2 separate regions of the Mus musculus genome follow, and region 2 is linked to region 1. A link is a contact called in public Hi-C data. All regions are on one chromosome and are shown on one strand. The core of a region is the stretch at or near the end of the contact, and the rest is flanking DNA. Distances in the headings are between cores, read along the strand shown.

Region 1 (5,554 bases), core at 2,650-5,149:
TCTGAAGAAAGAAATCAAAGAAGATCTCAGAAGATGGAAAGATCTCCCATGCTCATGGATTGGCAGGATCAATATAGTAAAAATGGCTATCTTGCCAAAAGCAATCTACAGATTCAATGCAATCCCCATCAAAATTCCAGCTCAATTCTTCGACGAATTAGAAAGGGCAATTTGCAAATTCATCTGGAATAACAAAAAACCTATGTATTGGCTAGTTTTGTGTCAACTTGACACAGCTGGAGTTATCACAGAGAAAGGAGCTTCAGTTGAGGAAATGCCTCCATGAGATACAACTGTAAGGCATTTTCTCAATTAGTGATCAAGAGGGAAAGGCCTCTTGTGGGTGGGACCATCTCTGGGCTGGTAGTCTTGGTTCTATAAGAGAGCAGGCTGAGCAAGCCAGGGGAAGCAAGCCAGTAAAGAACATCCCTCCATGGCCTATGCATCAGCTCCTGCTTCCTGACCTGCTTGAGTTCCAGTCCTGACTTCCTTGGTGATGAGCAGCAATATGGAAGTGTAAGCCCAATAAACCCTTTCCTCCCCAACTTGCTTCTTGGTCATGATGTTTGTGCAGGAATAGAAACCCTGACTAAGACAACCTAGGATAGCAAAAACTCTTCTCAATGATAAAAGAATCTTTGGTGGAATCACTAGTCCTGACCTAAAGCTGTACTACAGAGCAATTGTGATAAAAACAGCATGGTACTGGTATAGCGACAGACAAGTAGACCAATAGAATAGAATTGAAGACCCAGAAATGAAACCACACACCTATGGTCACTTGATCTTTGACAAGGGAGCTAAAACCATTCAGTGGAAAGAAGACAGCATTTTCAACAAATGGTGCTGGCACAACTGGCAGTTATCAAGTAGAAGAATTCAAATTGATCCATTCTTATCTCCTTCTACTACGGTCAAATCTAAGTGGATCAAGGAACTCCACATAAAACCAGACACACTGAAACTTATAAGGGAGAAAGTGGGGAAAAGCCTCAAAGATATGGGCCCAGGTGAAAAATTCCTGAATAGAACAGCAATGGCTTGTGCTGTAAGATCGAGAATCGACAAATGGGGCCTTATAAAATAGCAAAGCTTCTGTAAGGCAAAAGACACTCTCAATAAGACAAAAAGGCCACCAACAGATTGGGAAATGATCTTTACCAATCCTAAATCAGATAGGGGACTAATATCCAATATATATATAAAGAACTCAAGAAGATAGACTCCAGAAAATCAAATAACCCCATTAAAAAATGGAGTACAGAGCTAAACAAAGAATTATCACCTGAGGTATACCAAATCCCTGAGAAGCACCTGAAAAAATGTACAGCATCCTTAATCATAAGGGAAATGCATATCAAAACAACCCTGAAATTCGACATCACACCAGTCAGAATGGCTAAGATCAAAAATTCAGGTGACAGCAGATGCTGTTAAGGATGTGAAGAAAGTGGAACACTCATCCATTGTTTGTGATTGCAAGCTGGTACAACCACTCTAGAAATCAGTCTGGCAGTTCCTCAGAAAATTTGACATAGTACTGCTGGACGATCCCACAATACCTCTTCTGGGCATATATCCAGAAGATGTTCCAACTGGTAAGAAGGACACATGCTCCACTATGTTTATAGCAGCTTTATTTATAATAGCCAGAAGCTGGAAAGAACCCAGATGCCCCTCAACAGAGGATTGGATACAGAAAATGTGGTACATTTACACAATGGAGTACTACTCAGCTATTAAAAAGAATGAATTTATGAAATTTCTAGCCAAATGGATGGACCTGGAGGGTATGATCCTGAGTGAGGTAGCCCAATCACAAAAGAACTCACACAATATGTAATCACTGATAAGTGGATATTAGCCCAGAAACTTAGAATACCCAAGATGCAAGTTGCAAAACACATGAAACTCAAGAAGAAGGAAGACCAAAGAGTGGTCACTTTGCCCCTTCTTAAAATTGGGAACAAAACACCCATGGAAGGAGTTACAGAGACAAAGTTTGGAGCTGAGACAAAAGGACGGACCATCTAGAGACTGCCGCACCTGGGGTTCCATCCCATAATCAGCCTCCAAACCAGACACCATTGCATATGCCAGCAAGATTTTTCTGAAAGGACCCTGATATAGCTGTCTCTTGTGAGGCTATGCCAGTGCCTGGCAAACACAGAAGTGGATGCTCACAGTAAGCTATTGGATGGAATACAGGGCCCCCAATGGAGGAGCTAGAGAAAGTACCCAAGGAGCTAAAGGGGTCTACAACCCTATTGGTGGAACAACAATATGAACTAACCAGTACCCCCAGAGCTCGTGTCTCTAGCTGCATATGTAGCAGAAGATGGCCTATTCGGCCATCATTACGAAGAGAAACCCCTTGCAAACTTTATATGCCTCAATACAGGGGAACACCAGGGCCAAGAAGTGGGAGTTGGTGGATGCGGGAGTGGGGAGGGGAGGGTATGGGGGAGTTTTGGGATAGCATTTGAAATGTAAAATAAGAAAATACCTAATTAAAAATAAATATATTAATCAATCAATCAATCAATCAGAATTTACATCAGTATACAATGCTCTTTCTCTTCTCTCCCAAAACCACTATCTTACTTTATCTCATTAATTGACTTTTAAGGAAATAAGGGAAGACCGTGGCTCTACTTTTTTCCCACCATCTTGCTAGCTAGTAGTGATGTTTGCTAAGGGAGATAGTGGGTTACCTTGTATTGTCTTAATTCCTCTAAGAAGCTGAGCTGTCCTCTATTTCTATGAATCAGAAATTCACCCATTAGCATCAGGAAGTGTGAAACTAGATTGATCATTTTAGGGAAACCAGGCTTAATTGTAGCTTTTATTATACATTATCAGTTATGTTGGAGTTCTCAAGTCAGAAATTACATTATCTCATTCAGTCAGTAGTCCGGTAACCATGATCTGGGCAAAGCATTAGAACAAATTTGATATGAGTTTGGAAAACACTGTCAGTTGACTACAGCTTGAAAATAAGTTCCCAGAGAAATTCTAGCAGAAGGTGGCCCATGCACAGCATATCACTCCAATAAGTTGTGTATAACTAACTTATTAGAGAAAACAGGTGTAAAGCAGGATTTGGTGTCAAAAGCCCTTGTGAGATAAAGACATCTACCTAGCAAATCTGAGGCTCCTCTGGGCGATGTGAGACTGGGTATCAACAAAACAAACATGAAAACCAGAAGGAGGCCAGTTACACAGTTCAAGTATGAAAATACTTACTGTGGAAGCATAAAGACCTGAGCATGCGTTTTACTTTGAGTTTAAGTTCCATTCAAACTCAGGAAAGACCTGTATTGCAAAATGTCCTCTGAACTGCGCGCACACACACACACACACACACACACACACACACACACACACACACACAAGCACACACAGGCATACACAACAACAATAATAAATTTAAAAACTCAGGCAGAAGTAAAGAAAAAAAGGAGAGTGGAAAGAAAGGAAGTAGGAAATAAATAAAATTATTTTATACTACAAAAATCACAGTTGTTTTAGGAATCTCCTCTTTTACTCAGAGTAGGTGATTCTATCTCACAATAGTCAGTTCTCTTTCAGAACCCTTCAACATTTGAAAATAAAGACATTCACATTGCACTTAAATCTTAGTCTGAGGCCAAAGTAGCTCTATGCTGAACTAAGTCCTGAGCTCCTTCACCTTGATGAGTAATTCAATGGTTTCTCTCATCACTTCCTATTCACCCTCTTTTCTTTTCTTTCTTCTGGTGACTATTCTCGGAATTCACTCCAGAAGTAAAAGCATACAGTCTTAGCTCCTGTTTGTGGGACACTGGCAAGATCTGGCCCTAAGGTCAGCACATTGAAGCACTGATTAGAATGATCCTAGGCAGCTCTTGCTACAGCTCCTCCTCTGGGAAGGCCTTGACAGCTTGGTGACCCTGTTGCTCTCCACAGACCCTCCTTCAGCTACCTCTTGTGGCAGCTGCCTGAACAAACATTACATCCTTAATGTTTGCTGCCGGATCCCAGCCAAGGAAGTCATAACAGGACAATAGACTCACTATCTGATAACCTTGTTAGCTCAAATCAAAGCTCCTAACAAATAGGAGATGTTATTGAAGTGGAATAAAACCATTGTGGTAGTTGCGTGTGTTGACGTGGCTTCTCAGTTATTTTTCCCTTTGGAAAAAAAAAGTAGCATTTCTTGTCCCTTTATTTAAGATTAAAACCAGGCACAAGGACATGAAACAAAATAACATGTACAAGGTTAAGGTTAACTTTAAAAGAATACAAATGGATAGTGATGTACAAAATTCATAATTTTCTTCTAATGGGAAAATAGCACAAAACTATTTGCTTTGTGCTGTGAAATCTCCGGGAAAATGTGGTAAATATGGAATAATCTTCTTTATCCTGAGAAAGTTGAGTGTGTGATTTAATTTGAGAAAACGATAACAAGTAATGAACTCATTTCAGACAGCAGGTCAAAGATGATCAAGGTCTTTCTATTTTCTGTTTTATTTACTTCACAGTACAGGGTATTATTTCAACACCGAGAGAATTTGCCAGGGTTGACTTTGGCCTCTTATTGTCTCCATCACATGTACTTCAAGCTTTAGAAAATATTTCAGCTGTTGAAAATATCACTTTAACCTTCTTATCTCCCTACTTTTACAAAAGACATTAACATCTGCTCAGAACTAGTGCTGGAAATGGAGTGTCTTCACAGAACTGCAATCCACTTCCTCCCTGCTTCAGCTCCCGAGCTGTGCCATTTAGGAAGTCTTGGAAGAACTAGCACTAACTTTGAAGTCATGACTTTGCAATGCTCTCTCCGTAACTCAGATAATGGGTCCCATGCCTCAATTTAGTCTTCAGCAACACATATCAAAATAATAAATTAATTTGTAAAATGTGTAGTTGGAGGCATTGGAAATGTCTCTTTTGTGTTTTATATCATTTTAGAGTTAAAACTTGTGAGACTTTCTGACTTGACATGGGCTCTGATTTATCTTTTACTCTTATGTTTCCTCAAAAGATTAATGAGTTATAAATGACCCTATACCTGCTTTCTTCTTTGAATGTGGTTAAGAAATATTGTGAACATTGTATTCAGCTACATTTCACTACTTTGCTGACTGGCAGTCAAAGTAACAATTTAGTTTGTGTGTACCTGTATTTGCAATATATACCTTTTCACAAATAAGTGCTTCTTTTGTAAGAGCTGGGAAGTTTCATTAATAAATCTGAACATGGCTTTTCTTTATTAGCCTATACTTATAAGGGATGATAAAAGTAGTTCTTTTCCAATGAAATATGACTTAGAATATTTAATAATAATAAAATTTCTGCATTTCTTATTCTCTACCTCTATAATGACTTGAAAGTGAGGGAAAAAACTCTTAGAAGTAAAATTTGGAGAATAAACTGCTCTCAGAACTCACAGATTATTAAATGAAAATCCCGGTGCCAAGTGCTCTATATCTCCTTAATAACTGATGATAATAGGGTTCTCTGTGGTCCCCCAAATTATACAGACATTGCCACTGCTGGTGGTTGC
Region 2 (5,544 bases), core at 569-3,068, 160 kb before region 1:
GCATCGGCTGAAAGAGAAACTGTTTCTCAGATGACCTCAAAAATCACCTGAGCCACTTGTCTATTCAGACTTGCAGAATCTGGGCTGAGTTGAGCTAAAGACTCCCGAGGGGAGGAGCTTGGGAAAGCATAATACACACCCCACCCACCCCACCCCCCGCAGCACCCAACGGGATCTCCTTTTTAGTGGAAAACTTGGAAAATAGGGATGTAAGAAGAGCTGTGTGAAATGAGCAAAAACTTTTTAAAAGTTATGTTACTGGATTGAAAGGACAGCTAAAGAAGGAAGAGTTAGCCAGGTCCTATGAAGACAGAAACTTCTGTAGCAGCAGATAATAGAGAGCCAGGTACAAAGCTTACTGGTTCGTTCCCCACCCTCCCCCCAACCCCTGCCCCCCCCCCCCCCACACACACACACTATCACCACCAATCCAGTGCCAAGTTTCTGGCAGAAGCTCACCCATTTGACCACTTGACAGGGTATTCCTGATGTGTGCAGCAGATTTGCAGAGTCAGTCACAGTCAAGTGGGCTCCAAAACCCCTACTAAAAACTCATAAATGTCTGTAGTGGTGCTTTTCTGACCTGAAGAGACAGTGCACAAGGTTGACAATGCTTACCTGGGTTAAAGAGCACGGTCCCTTTCAGATAGGCATACTCTTTGGTGTCAATGTTCAGACTCCAGCACTTGAAAAAGAAACTCTTGATGGCCTGGACCGCAGCAGCTGGGAGCAAGTGCCCAGCCTCCGCGGACACCATCTGTGGCTGCTCTGTGGCCTGGGGCTCTGCAGGCTCTGGACCTTCGGTCTCCTGCCGCCTGGTGGTAAGCATTTCCTGCGTCGTGTTGGTCTCCGGGATCTCCATCATCTCGAAGTGCAGGTGATCTTGGGCCAACTCAAGCATGAGTAGGGGCGCCCAACAGCTCCGCACCAGCACCAGCTGCTGATCTAGGGGCAGGATCTGGAAGCAGGGCAAGTACTTGACAAAGCGCAGGGTCTTCAACAGGCCAGCGGACGCTGCCTCGCACACCACCTGTGGATCCTTGAGTGTGATCAGACGCTGCACACCAGGTGAGGCGTCCCACCAGGGAGCCCTCGGCTGCTCTTGCGGGGTCGCTGGTGTTTGGTCTGCGCTCACGGGCGTGCCAGAGGCAACGCTGATCTGCTGGGGCTGCTCTTCACCGCACACATAGCTGCGGTACAGGAACGCCATGGCCTGTGTGCTCTGCAGCCCCTCTGGGCCACCCACACTCTGGGTACAGTAGGACAGCTGCCACCACTCGCCTCTGCGATGTGCCTCGGGTGCTTCCCGAGACACGTGCGTTTGCTGAGCGCTAGTGAGCAAGCTGTATAAGATGCTGCCCTGCCTCGGGTGCTCTTCTCCGCAGAAGCAGCAGCGGTACAGGAGCGAGGGGGCCTGGCCAGCCGGCAGCCCCTCTCTGCCCACCAGGGGCTCTGCGCTGCCGCAGGCGCAGCCCCAGCAAGGTGCTCCGAATCGTGCCCTCGGCGCCTGGGTCGCCACGCTTGGCTGCCTGGCGTTGGTGAGCATAGAGTAGAGGATGCCACCCTGGCGCGGGTGATTCTCCCCACAAAAGCAGCAGCGGTACAAGAGGGACCTGGCTTGCCCGCCGGACAGTCTCTCCCCACCCAGGACGGGCTGAGCACCGCAGGCGCAACCCCAGCACTGAGCCCCCAAGCGCACCTCTCGCTCTTCCTGAGACGCGTGCTTCTGCTTCGCGCTCATCAGTAGATTGTAGAGGATGCTGCCCTGCCACGGGTGGTCCTCACCCGCCATGGCCTGAGGCTCCTGTAGCTCGTTCTGCCCAGTGGCCGCCGCTTGGGACTTATTTATACTGAATGCGCACGCAAGCGCGTCCGCCTCCTCCTCTTGGACAAGGGCGCAGAGGGGGACGCGCCTTTGTGCTTGAATGTGTGTGGCCATGACCTCGAAAGCTCAAAGGGGCAAACACTCCCTAGAAGCTGGAAATCCAAGGGAGAGTCTCAGCACTGGAACTAGCATACCACATACCACCTTTCCTTCTTCACTCCACCCCTCCTGCCTCTACCTGGGGAAGAGAAGAGCTAGCAGTGAACCCCAGGCAGCTAGTTAGGGCTCTGTTCCAACTCTTGCCATTAACTTAGACTCTGACCTCTAACTTATTTCCTTTATTGGGGAAAGAAATGCTTAAATGGCAAAAAGTCCATTTCTATGACAGCTTTATAAACTTTTGTAGAATAATCACAGTGTTTATAAGTTGCGTTTTGTATAATGTTAGAAGAGTGAGTTCTCATTTTCTAAGATTTGTAAAGTGTAGATCCCAGACCTGGAGGCAGAAATAAATGCCTTTTTTTCAGTGCTAGCCAAGCTATCTGAGTGTGAGTTTTAACGGAATTCACACCCAGGCTGCACAAATGCACCTTATATTTAAAAAAAACATTGGTGGGAGCTGGTCATAATAAATCTTTAATTTGATCATTCACCTACTGTGTCCTGGATGCTGGATCGAGGAGCTGGGGGCTGCAAACAACATGTACTTGTAGCTGACTTCTGGGAACAGACTAATCACAAGATTGTTACCGTGAGAACTTCTCATACTCGTGTAGAAGCAGGACACTGATAACTCTCCCTGTTCCCAACCATCATAGGATAGTAACGAATCCAAGAATCAGAAAGCCTAATTGCTGGCCTTCGTCACCGTCGCCTGGACAAGAGACCAGGGGGGGCTCTCTCTAGTCAACTATATGACTTTTGTACAGCTAGACAATTCTTACACCCACTAGCCTCATAACTTTAAGAGTGCAAGCCTTTGCTCTTACAGAACAGGGAAGGGGAATCAGAACACACGAATTGATATGCTCTCTCTCTCTCTCTCTCTCTCTCTCTCTCTCTCTTTCTCTCTCCTTCCCTTACTTCCTCCTTGCCCCTCTCTCTCTTTCTCCCTCTTCCTCTATCTCCCCTTTTCCAATTCTGTAGGAGCTACTGAAATGTAAGAAAATTGGGCACACCCTCAATTTTAAATTTTTTTTCTTATTTTCACAATTTCATATTTACCCTTTATTTACCATTTATTCCTGATAGTGTCCCTCCTATTTCCATAGGGGTTTTAAAATTATTTATTTGTTTATTTTTATTTTGTTTAATGTAGGTCTTGTTTGGGTAGCCATAGCTGTTATGTGTTCAAGATTGAAATGGTTGTGTCATGTCCAGAAGACAGAGTTTCATACCATACTTCCCCTTTTCCATCTCTTCTATAATGCACCCTAGGTCTTGGAAGATTGATATAGATATCCCCTGTAGGTCAGAGTACTTAACAGTTAATTTGTATTCTGCTTGTGCTGGCCTCTATGGCACAGAGGTTTAATTCCTTACCGTGGCATCAGATGAATGCCATTTAAATCCTGGTTCTGTTATTCTACAGTTCCGTGGCCTTGGGAAACGTGTTTCTTATTGTTGCTATAAAAAAATTACAAATGTAGTGGTTTATGACAACACAAATAATGTAAATTTATTATATGACTGTTTAAGAAGCCAGAAATCCAACGTGAATTCTATCAGACTAAAATTAGAGTACCATTCCTGTCAGGTAGTTCTAAGGAAGCATCTATTTCCTTGCCTGTTCTGGCTTCTAGAAACTACCTGCATTCCTTGGCTCTTGGACACATCAGTCTAACTTTTGTCTCCATCTCCTTCTCTAATTTTAAACGCAGGTTTGGGAATGTGTTAGGTCCTAGATAGTCCAGAATGATATCAACATCTCAAATTTCCAACTCTAATTACATCTGCAAAACCTTTTTGCTCCATAAATAAATCTACACCTTCTTATGACTAGGACCTGCACTTCTGTGAGGGCACATTCTTCAACCATAGGAAAGTTATTTAATGTGTCTATTCCTCCTCCTCCTCCTTCTTCTTTTCTCCCCCCCCCTCTCTCTTGGTATGGAAAAAGAAGTGAACAGTGGTTTCTGGGATATAGTTCTTAAACACAAGTTAATTTGTTAAAATAGAAGAATATTAAACACAATTAGTTTTGGTTTTAGGACAAGGGATCAATTGAGGACCAAGAGGTAATACCCCATTCTCTGCTCAAGCATATGTCCTACTTATTCTGTATGTATGTTTCTAGATTCAGACTCCTCGATGGCTTGTATGATCTACAACAAGAATTCATATTGAAAGTGTTATCTCATTGTCCATTCCATTATTTGCTCTTTTAAATATTCATCTACTACATATATTAGGTTTGCTATTGTTGCTTAACAATCTTTCTTCTTAACCCACCTAGCCATCTAGCTGAAAAACAACCTACCCAAGTCCTGCACCTTAAGGTCATATTGGTAGTTGTAATTCTATCTTCTTCTCAGCCCCTGATGATACTTAACTAGTTATATGATAGTTATTATCTTCCCCAACCTGTATCAAAGTCTCTTAGGTTCAAGAAATCTATCACATTGTCCCTACCCATTGGCTCAGTGTTCCACATACAGTAGATCCTCAAAAAATATATTTATTGAGCAACTATACCTTTTAAAAGAAAGGAAAGGATCATCATCTGAGAACACAGAGGGCAACCATTCCTACACAGTTATTGTGGTGCTGACTCTTGAGGGAGGCAAGCTTAGCAAGCTTTGTTAGAGTCAGGGCTCTGTGTACAAACATTGTTACAATCCCTACAACAAAGCAACGGGAGAACTGGGTTAACAGTTAAAAGATTTGACCTTAAATTTGAGCTCATTTGTTCTAAAGATATAATAGGTACCAAATTGTTTTATTATTATTATTATTATTATTATTATTATTATTATTATTATTGATTAGAGTCATGATCTTCTTGTAACAATTTTATTAATGCAATTAATATATATTACTCTATGTATTCCCATATTACAGTCCATCCTCTCATCTCAATTCCATATGAGAAAGTGTGGGCAGTCATCATGGCTTGTTGCATCTAACCTGAGGATGTCACTTCCGTCCTTTTGCTCCTGAGAACAATATGACTTCCTTTTTCTGTTGTGAAATGGGGATTGATTTCTATAACTAGACATTAATATGTACTCCCTCTTATAAGCTTTTAAAGGATTGTTATATCTTCCTCTCATACAAGGATGTATAGAAATGTTTGCTGGACTCTTTGTTACTTACAAATGGAAGTATGGTAACTTCATGGGTAATCATTTTATTATTTCTGATGACCTGGCATTTAGCAGAACATCGTATTAAATACAGTGTTGCAAACTAGATTCTTTTCATTTGTTTTGTTTTCATAAAGGCTCGAAGGCTGGCCTCAAATGGCTGCATACTAAAGGATGACCTTGAACTTCTGATCTTCCTGGTTCTACCTTTTGAATATTTGTATTACAGGCATGCATGACCGACCACAGCAGGGGCCTATATATCCCAGGGCCTCTGGAATGATAAAACAGCTCTCTAACAATTATGTTACATTCTTAGCTATAAACTAATTTTAATAAATATGTGCACTTTAATTGAACATTCAAGAATTTCCCTAAAATTCTTTTATTCCATGTATGTTTTTAAATATCATA

What was found. Hi-C and Micro-C count contacts between places; a contact is called where the count stands out from the background.
Region 2: a Hi-C map of Sertoli cells shows a contact between it and region 1, with 4 times the contacts expected there. The contact joins the promoter of Nr0b1 here to the enhancer-like site in region 1. A contact is called at or near these places in 1 of 39 promoter capture datasets (stem cell-derived epiblast-like cells), 1 of 484 Hi-C or Micro-C datasets (Sertoli cells) and 1 of 9 other capture datasets (adipose tissue).

The regions. Positions count from the first base shown.
Region 1 is chrX:86,033,871-86,039,424 of GRCm38.p6, reverse strand. No RefSeq gene overlaps it. Among named protein-coding and RNA genes, the nearest start is that of Samt3, 7.6 kb to the left of the region's middle. Within about 2 kb of position 3,899, at least 3 of the 459 cell types and tissues checked have an H3K27ac peak or open chromatin away from gene starts, as enhancers often do. A contact at or near this core is called in Sertoli cells, where this site is marked.
Region 2 is chrX:86,188,049-86,193,592 of GRCm38.p6, reverse strand. It overlaps Nr0b1 (nuclear receptor subfamily 0, group B, member 1), which reads right to left and starts at 1,818. Exons shown (of 2, transcript NM_007430.5): 1 at 619-1,818. The coding sequence starts at 1,792. RefSeq lists an enhancer at 1,927-1,953, promoters at 1,789-1,953, 1,789-4,755 and a cis regulatory region at 2,514-2,550.